2 separate regions of the Sus scrofa genome follow, and region 2 is linked to region 1. Evidence: chromatin contacts called from public HiChIP or PLAC-seq data. All regions are on one chromosome and are shown on one strand. Each heading gives the region's core, a stretch centred on a gene start, on an enhancer-like site or on the middle of the called end of the contact. The rest is flanking DNA. Distances are from core to core; before and after follow the strand shown. Region 1 holds the start of WDR64 (WD repeat-containing protein 64). Region 2 holds the start of DEGS1 (delta 4-desaturase, sphingolipid 1).

The links. HiChIP or PLAC-seq counts read pairs in DNA pulled down with a chosen protein or histone mark.
Region 2: a contact with region 1 is called in an H3K27ac HiChIP or PLAC-seq map of skeletal muscle, with 5 times the contacts expected there. The contact joins the promoter of DEGS1 here to the promoter of WDR64 in region 1. A contact is called at or near these places in 2 of 5 promoter capture datasets (fetal liver and liver) and 1 of 2 datasets of contacts at active chromatin or transcription factors (skeletal muscle).

What each region holds. Positions count from the first base shown.
Region 1 is chr10:11,833,050-11,837,241 of Sscrofa11.1, forward strand. It overlaps WDR64 (WD repeat-containing protein 64), which reads right to left and starts at 2,238. Exons shown (of 28, transcript XM_021064368.1): 1 at 1,985-2,238. CHML (rab proteins geranylgeranyltransferase component A 2) reads left to right here and starts at 2,423. Exons shown (of 2, transcript XM_021064370.1): 1 at 2,423-2,817.
Region 2 is chr10:12,555,327-12,559,518 of Sscrofa11.1, forward strand. It overlaps DEGS1 (delta 4-desaturase, sphingolipid 1), which reads left to right and starts at 2,439. Exons shown (of 3, transcript NM_001244121.1): 1 at 2,439-2,627. The coding sequence starts at 2,546. LOC110255640 (a long non-coding RNA gene) reads right to left here and starts at 2,339. Exons shown (of 3, transcript XR_002336219.1): 1 at 2,256-2,339; 2 at 1-902.

The sequences.
Region 1 (4,192 bases), core at 988-3,487:
ACGGAACTTCTTTGCAGAACAGATGCTGACTCAGACTTTGAAAAACTTATGGTCTCCGGAGGAGACAGTTTAGGGGGTGAGGGGATGTGCTTGGGCTGTGGGATGGAAATCCTGTGAAATTGGATTGTGATGATCATTGTACAACTACAGATGTGATAAATTCATTGAGTAATAAATAAAATAAAATAAAGGTAATGGTAGGGAAATGGGAAGAGCTGTGTGTGCTGTTCCCTCCACACTCATCCCCCTCCCTTACCCCCCAGAGGTTCTCCAGGCCACAGCAGGCTCCGTTTTGGACGGTTAACAGGTGTTTTCCATGAGTTTTTACATTTCAATATTACAACGCTGTGGAATTTATATGCCTTAACAGTGACCAGAAAGGCTTTGAGAACTAAGATGTCAACCAAGGGCACTGAAGAACAGCTGGAAAAAGATATTGGAGATCAAGTTCATTTCACTTGCACCTACCGAGTCCAGCTCACTCAGTAAACTGGTTACATCTGCACGCTTCTCCTACTTTAACAGAATGAGATGCAGGCACAATCTGAAAATGCTTTTTATTGTGGCAAAATATGCAGAACATAAAATTTATCATCTCAGTCATTTTAAGTGAGCAGTTCAGTGGCATAATCAACTATCTACCTGTGCTACCATCCCCGCTCTTCATTTCCAGAACTTTGACAACCTCCCGAACTGAAGCTCTGTACCCGTGAACCGCTAACTCCCCATCCCGCCCTCCCCGCAGCCCTGAACTATTCTACATTCTGTCATTAAGAATTTGCCTATTCTCAGTCCCTCACAGAAGCGGAATCATATATTTGTCCTTTTGTGTCTGGCTTATTTCACTTAGCATAATGTTTTCAAGATTTATCTATGTTGCAGCACGTATTAGAATTTCATTTCTTTTTATGATGGAATAATATTCATTGTATGTACATATCGCATTTTGTGTATCCATTTTTCTGTGGATGGACATTTGGTTTATTTCCACCGTTTGGCTATTGGGAATACTACTACTATGAACACTGGTGGACAAAATCATGTTCCAGCCCCTGCTTTCAATTAATTCTTTTGGCTATATATCTAGAAGCAGAATGGCTGGATCATACGATAAATCCATGTTTTTTGAGCCACTGCAGTCACAGTGGCTGCATCCTGTTGAGCCACAACAGGAGCTCCTGTCTTATTTTCTTTATGGCACATTTCACAACACTACATATTTGATTATCATCTGTTCTCCCAACACGACTGGAACATAAGCTTTATGAGGACAGGAACTCAGCACCAATGAAAGAATGAATGAATACCTTGGGAAAAAACACAGAGTCCCTCTTCATTTAAGCATGCATCAAACTACTATTTATTAAGACCTTACTGTAGACTAGGCACATGTTGTAAACACAACGGATATTAGGCACAGAGCTTGTTAAATGGTTGTATAAATCTAAAATATAAAATTAGAGTTTTTAAAAGGACTGGGTGGGTGAGTCCCCTAGAGGACAAGTCCAGATCGGAAGCCTTAAGAAAAAATCACCAGCTATTGCTCCATGCACCATGATAGGAAGTAACCTTGTCTTGACAATTAGATTATATCTCCAAGGCCCACAAAACCGGGGTTCAGTGAAGCTAGCAATTTTCTAGGGATCTTCTAATGGAGGTGGGAGACACACTCCCTCGTGGAGGGCAGTTCCTTCGCCCTTGCACAGGCACAGTGCTGGCCAGCGGCGCCCAGGACAGCCTGTAGGACCAGCTCAGGACTGTGCACCCCGCAAAGACTACGGTCAGTTCCGGGACCTATGCTTGCCTTGCCCTCTATTTTCACTGGGTAAAAGGCCAGAGGTGCTGCCCCAGGTATAGCACCCACCTCTCTGCAACTGCGAGATGTGGGCTGGAGCTCGAGGGCGCCGCCTCAGTCGCCACAGCGCCCCTGCATGGAGGACAGCAAGGGCAAAATGAGCAGGCCTGGGGTGCAGCCGGGGCTTACCTCAAGTGTGCAGTACGCGAGCGGGTAGTAACAGCTTCCCGGAGAGGGAGAAGCCAAAGGATCCTGCCATAAATGGTCCTTAATGAGGGAGTGAGTGGGGAAAGAGGAGAGCCCTTCCAGCTGGGTGAGGAGGGCTGCGGAGAGAGGAGCCCCCGGCGATGCTTTGCCTCCAGGCCCCCACGGACTGTGCCGGCGGTGGCGGGTTACTGGGGACCTCAGGGCGTGGGGAGAGGACCCGGCGAATCAGGAAGCAGCTTGGACAGCGAGCAGGGGAGGGGTTAAGGTTGGGAGGTGCTCCGGGGCGGGGCTACAGGGCGCTAGGGGGCGGGGTTACGGCTGGGAGGGGCGTAGGGGCGGGGCTACAGGGAGGGAAAGGGCGGGGTTACGGTAGGGAGGGGGTAGGGGCGGGGCTACAGGGCGGGAAGGGGCGGGGTTACGAGCGGCGTCAGCGGTCTGCGCAGGGGCAGAAAGGGGCGACGGGGACCTCTGAGTGCGCAGAGCCCCGCGCAGAGCCCCAACCAGAGCGGTGCGCGCCGGCGCCTGGCGTGCACACCCAGAGAGGTGGCGGGGCGGCGAGGGCGCCGTGGGGCCCTCACGCCGCCTATCGGGGCGACTACGGGTGCGGGGCACTGCTGCGCCGGAAGCATCCTGCTGCTGCTCGTCCTCTACTTCAAATTCCAGCGGCTCCGCAGCCCCGCTTCGCCGGGCGCCCCCTGCTCATCGTTAGCCTCCGCCACCTGCTGCCTTCCGTTCTCGCGGCCGCGGTGGCTTTCGCGCCCCACAGAGGGGCGGCGCGGATGGTGCGTGAGACGGCTTCATCAGCAGCCTGTAGGGTGAGTGCCGGCGGAGACCGCCTCCTTCTGCGCCCCGACCTAGAGGCTGTGCTCTCCTGACCTCGCCTCCCCCGCCTCGACATCTCTTCCTCCGGCCTCCCCGCCTCACTTCATCCGCTCCCAGACCTCACTCCCTCCACCGGTCCTCCTCGCTCGCTGATCTCCGCCCCTCCCCGTGCTCCCAGGCCCCTCGCCCACCCAGACCCCAGCCTGCTGCCGCAGCTCCTCAATCACCTGCTCGGGAGCTCATCTCACTTGTCTGCTTTCACCTCCTGATTTAATTCAGTAGGGCCCGAGACAGTGGTTTTGACACTTTGAGGAAAGAAACGAGAGGGTGAAGTCAAGAACTTCAAGAAAAAAAGTGGTAGTATTTGTGAAACTTGGAGAGGGTGATGAGAAGTGATTTAATTCATATATTATTTTGCTAAAATGAGAGGTAGAAATCTGACATAGCAACAATGTGTAAATTTTTTTTTAAAATGCTCATTATCAGTTGTAAACCTTTGCTTTCTAGGAAGTGAAATAGTTTTATTCAGGTCCTCAGAATGCAAATTGTGCTCTATAAGCTATTTTTACTATATTTTCCTCCTTATAGGTTCCACCACACCAAAATATAAGGCGAGATTGCAAAAATGGCTCAGAGAACCCCTACTGAAATGGACAGATAATTAGCTATGCAGCCAGTAGATTTCATTAAACTAGAACTTGATCGTTAATTGAAATTTTTTATTTTTTTATTTTTTTGTCTTTTTGCTATTTTTTGGGCCGCTCCCGCGGCACATGGAGGTTCCCAGGCTAGGGGTCTAATCGGAGCTGCAGCCACCGGCCTACGCCAGAGCCACAGCAACGTGGGATCCGAGCCGCGTCTGCAACACCACAGTTCATGGCAACTCCGGATCGTTAACCCACTGAGCAAGGGCAGGGATCGAACCCGCAACCTCATGGTTCCTAGTCGGATTCGTTAACCACTGCGCCATGACGAGAACTCCCTGAAATTTTTTAAAAAACTACTCTTACTCCTATTGAAGATTTAAATCTCACTGAGATTGACATTTCAAAGGACGAGCTACCCAACGTGTCATTGAAGATGTGATTTTTCCAAGCTTGGGAAAGAAACTATTTTTGTGTGTGTGGTCCAGAAGTTTCACTTATACAAAGATTTGAAATAGAAATGTATATTTCTCAGGTCGTAAGTTTCCTTTTAAAAAGTCCTAAAATCCCTAATAATTTATTACTGCTTTTATCTTAACAGGTTTAGAAGAGCAAAACCTTTGTAGCATTATCAAAATATTGATAATCACTAACCTATGTGGTAACAAACTCAAATATTATGTATGTTATGATTCCTTAATACATACCTACATATATATTTTTT
Region 2 (4,192 bases), core at 1,189-3,688, 720 kb after region 1:
CTAGGCTCCTGCCTCTGCAGGAACCCAAGGCATTCGGGACCACGGGGAACCCCTAAAGCATTCGAACCCCACGGCCACCCGAGCAGGCTGCCAAAAGCCACATCCAGTGCTGAAGGGACAGCCGGACGTGAGGCATCCTGGAGCCGAGTCTCCCAGGTGCCCAGGAAGCGACCCCAAACCTCTGGGGGCTCGCTGTCGGTTCTGCCCAACACCCAATCCTCCCAACTTCTCGGCCCGCCTCTGCTGCCCTCAAAGGCAGCTGGGCCCAGGAGGTCCTCTGGCGCCGCCTTGTGGCCATCGTCTCTAACAGCACCCCTCAGGACGGCCTCCTCTCTCGGGCTCAGCAGCCCCCCCGCCCCGTCCCGGGAGCAGGGGTTGAGGGTGGGGGCCTGCAATGGCCCTGGGCAGCATGCTGGGTGGATTCTCTTCCTCCACTTTCTTGCAATACCAAGAACTTCCCTCCCAAGTGGGCTATCTTTCAAAGAGTTTCAGAGCCCTGAGGCCAGTCTACTCCAATGCACTCCATTCACTCAGCTCCCCAGCCGTCATGTCAGGCCATCATTTGTCCCTTTTTATATATGCCTGCACTTTTGTAATTATGAAGACAGGTGTGTATATACGCAACTATGGATTTTTTCTTAATTTTCCAACAGTTATTCCTTCATTTATACAATGGTCTTGAGTCTTTCTGTTTTTCTCTCTCTCTTTCACTCTATCTTTCTTATTTTTTTGAACCCACCTGAAGCGTGACTGTGTTGTCCACCCATCGGTGGTCTTCCAGCCACGGAGGTGATCACACCCACCTCATCAACACACAGACATCTTTTCCCCAGGGAGCCAGGAGGCATCTCCGTGAGAGCTTTCTGTATATCATTCTACCGGCCTTCTTTTAGGTATTTCCCCTAAAATAAATGGGAACATATGTTAATGCAAAGATATGTCCGTGACAATTCATAGCAGATTTATTTATAATAAGTAGCTCAAAACTAGAAAAAATCCACACATCTATCACTTGGTGATGGGATAAATAAGTCTGGCAGCTTGAGATGTAAAAATACTGTTAGCAATAAAAAGGAATAAATTATTGACACAAGCATCAACAGGCACAGATCTCAAAAACATAACATTGAGGAAAGGAAATCTTCCTCAAAAGAATATATCATGGCGTTCCCGTCGTGGTGCAGTGGTTAACGAGTCTGACTAGGAACCATGAGGTTGCAGGTTTGATCCCTGGCCTTGCTCAGTGGGTTAAGGATCCAGCGTTGCTGTGAGCTGTGGTGTAAGTTGAAAATGCAGCTTGGATCTGGCATTGCTGTGGCTGTGGTGAAGGCCGGTGGCTACAGCTCGGATTAGACCCCTAGCCTGGGAACCTCCATATGTTGTGGGAGCGGCCCTAGAAAAGGCAAAAGGACAAAAAAAAAAAAAAAAAAAAAAAAAAAAAAACCGAAACCCAAAACAAAACAAAAAAACTTGACAATTTGAATCACAATCTAAATAAGATCAATAGGTGTTCCCTCGTGGCTCAGCGGTCCAGGATGGTCACTGCTGTGACTCTGGTTACAGCTGTGGTGCGGGTTCCAACCCTGGCCGGGTAACTTCCACTGACAGAGGCAAAAAAACAAAAACAAGAACGAAAAACCAATACATTGCAATTTCCTCTTTTCCTTGTTTCTTTTGCATTTTACTTATTAAAGTACCCAGTACGTTGTCCCATATTTAAGGTCTTGCGATTCCATAGCTGTGGTGTAGCATAACATTCTCCTCTGTTCCATTTTCTACTCATTACAGTTGTATCTCGGGGCTTGCGGGTTCGTGCCGTTCGCTTACTCTGCGGCACACTCTGTTGGTTATCGTCCTTTTTGTCATCTTAGTCAAAGTTTCTTTTTTAATGGAGAAGTGGTAACTTATTTTGAAACAAAACGTCCCCTCCTTCAGGAAGAGGTGGTGGTTCGGACCGCTTCTGTGACAGATGTAAGGTTGAGCAATCACCTTGTAAGAGCAATAGAATAATTCAGGCGAAACAAATTCCTCCTCATTTTTCACTCTCAACAGCAGTGATTTCCTTTCTCTTTATTAGCTTTTAATAGCCACACACTCCGCATTTTTCCCCGTGAGGTATTATTTCCAGTAGGCGGCCAAAAATAAACAAAACTTGGGCTAGATGCCATTCATTAATGACCAAGGATCCTCGTGATGGAGCTCCGGCCTTCCCCGGAGGCGTTAAAGCGCAATCTGTAACTTAAGACCTTTTTCACCTTTTCCCCGGGCTCGGGCACCGGCACCTGGCAGGATAGGCCGCAGGGAACCGGGACTCGCAGGAACACTCTGCGTGGGCTTCGCCCGCCCCGCCGCGCTCCCCCTGGGGGCGTGGGGCGGGGGCGGGGCCTCTGGACTCCGCCCCGGCCTCCTTCTCCTCCGTGGCTCCGCCCTCCGCCGGCTGACACGAGTCGGGAGCTGCCGCCGCTGCCGTCGCCGCTTTCGCCTTCACCTCGGAGATCGAGAGCGGGGAGCAGGCTCGCGAGCCGCCGCCGCCTCCGTCGCCGCCATGGGGAACCGAGTTGCGCGGGAAGACTTCGAGTGGGTCTACACTGACCAGCCCCACGCCAGTCGGCGCCAGGAGATCCTGGGTGAGGTCTGGGCCTGCGCCCCGTTATGTGCGCGCGCGCGGCCTCCCGCCTCCAGGACGCGCCCTCCGTGAGCAGCCCCTGAACGCCCGAGGCCCGTTAAGAGCCGGCTCCTGCCGCGTCCAGCCGCCGCCCGGGCAGGTTGGCCGCGCCGCGGCGCGGGAAAGGCCAGGGTAGGCTCAGGCCCGAGCTCCCGGGCTCGGGCTCGGGCTCGGGCTCGGGCCCGGGGCGGGAGGGAAGGAGCCCCGCGCGTCCCCGGCCCTTCGGCGGAGAGCTCAGGCGCGCCCTCGAGCGCGGGCGTCCGGTCCCGACCTGGGTTTGCTTAGAGCCGGGTCCCCCGAGCGCCTTGATTCCTATGCCGCTGGTGGGTGCCGTTTCCTCTCCCTCCTCACCCTCCTCCACCTCTGCCGACCCGGCCTGGCCGAAGCCAGCCAGCGAGCTTGCGCCAGGCAGGGCGTGGCCCGCCAGCATCTTGGGGCCCACGCGCTGGGCGCGCTGACGTTGGCAAGACGCGGACAGGCGATCCTGGCAAGAGCTGCTTGCGGTCTTGGGCCCGGGGAGGGGTCGGGTGGTACCCGACTGGTGTGACCCCGCGGTGAGCGTTCCAGGATCTGGGTCCTGCTATGATCAGGCCGCTCTCATCCTCACAGCAAGAAGGGGTGCAAAAAGGGCAGTTTCATATATATTTTTTCATCCATCCCAGTTCTGTAGATGAAAGTCTGAAGTATGGAAGACTTGCCAAGATTAGCCTTCTCGACCCCTAACTGCTAACTTAGGGCCTTTACATCAGGTTAACTAGGCCTCTAGAGGTGTAAGGCGCTCAGCTATTTGCAGCTTCTGTACTGCACAGAGAATTCTCTCCTTTCTCCCAGGGTACTTTTAATGATATGGTAGGCATTGTGTTGAGTGCTTTACAAACATTACCCAATTTAATCCTCCCAATGAGGAGGATTCTCCCTATTTCAAAGATGAGGTAAGGGCGAATAAGTAAATGTTAGAGGGAATTCTGATGTGGGTTAGATTGCGTCCAAAGCAGATGCTTTTAACCTCTTGGCTGTTGTTTCAAAAATCAGGAGAGTAGTGGGTGGCAAGTTGAATAGGAGGAACTCTTTCTCATACACAGTATTCCCCTAGTTTTTCTTCTCCATTTGTGCAGTGAAAAGAAAAAGCGAGCCCCTGATTTTTTTTTCTGGGGTATCTAAGGGTGGAAAGTTCATGTATTCACAAAAAGGAGTTAGTAGATCCCATTGAAATGGATTTTTAAAAATTGAGTCAGTAAATTGGGAGTCGAGCCTTTATAGTTGCTATCAAGGGTAGCCTATTAAGAGACTGGTTCTTGGATGCCTTCCTTCTTTTTACTTTTAATTAAAGCATGTATTTTGCACATCACTTACACATAAGAGATAGCATAAGGTTCATTTTTTATCTATGCCTGATCACACTGCATAAGAGTAATCTGGTATCCACCCTCACCAACTCCTGGATACTGGAACTTAGCTGTTTAATATTCAGAAAATCAAGGAAGTAGAAAGGTGATTGTTGATGCTTATCTCAATATTGAGCCTTTT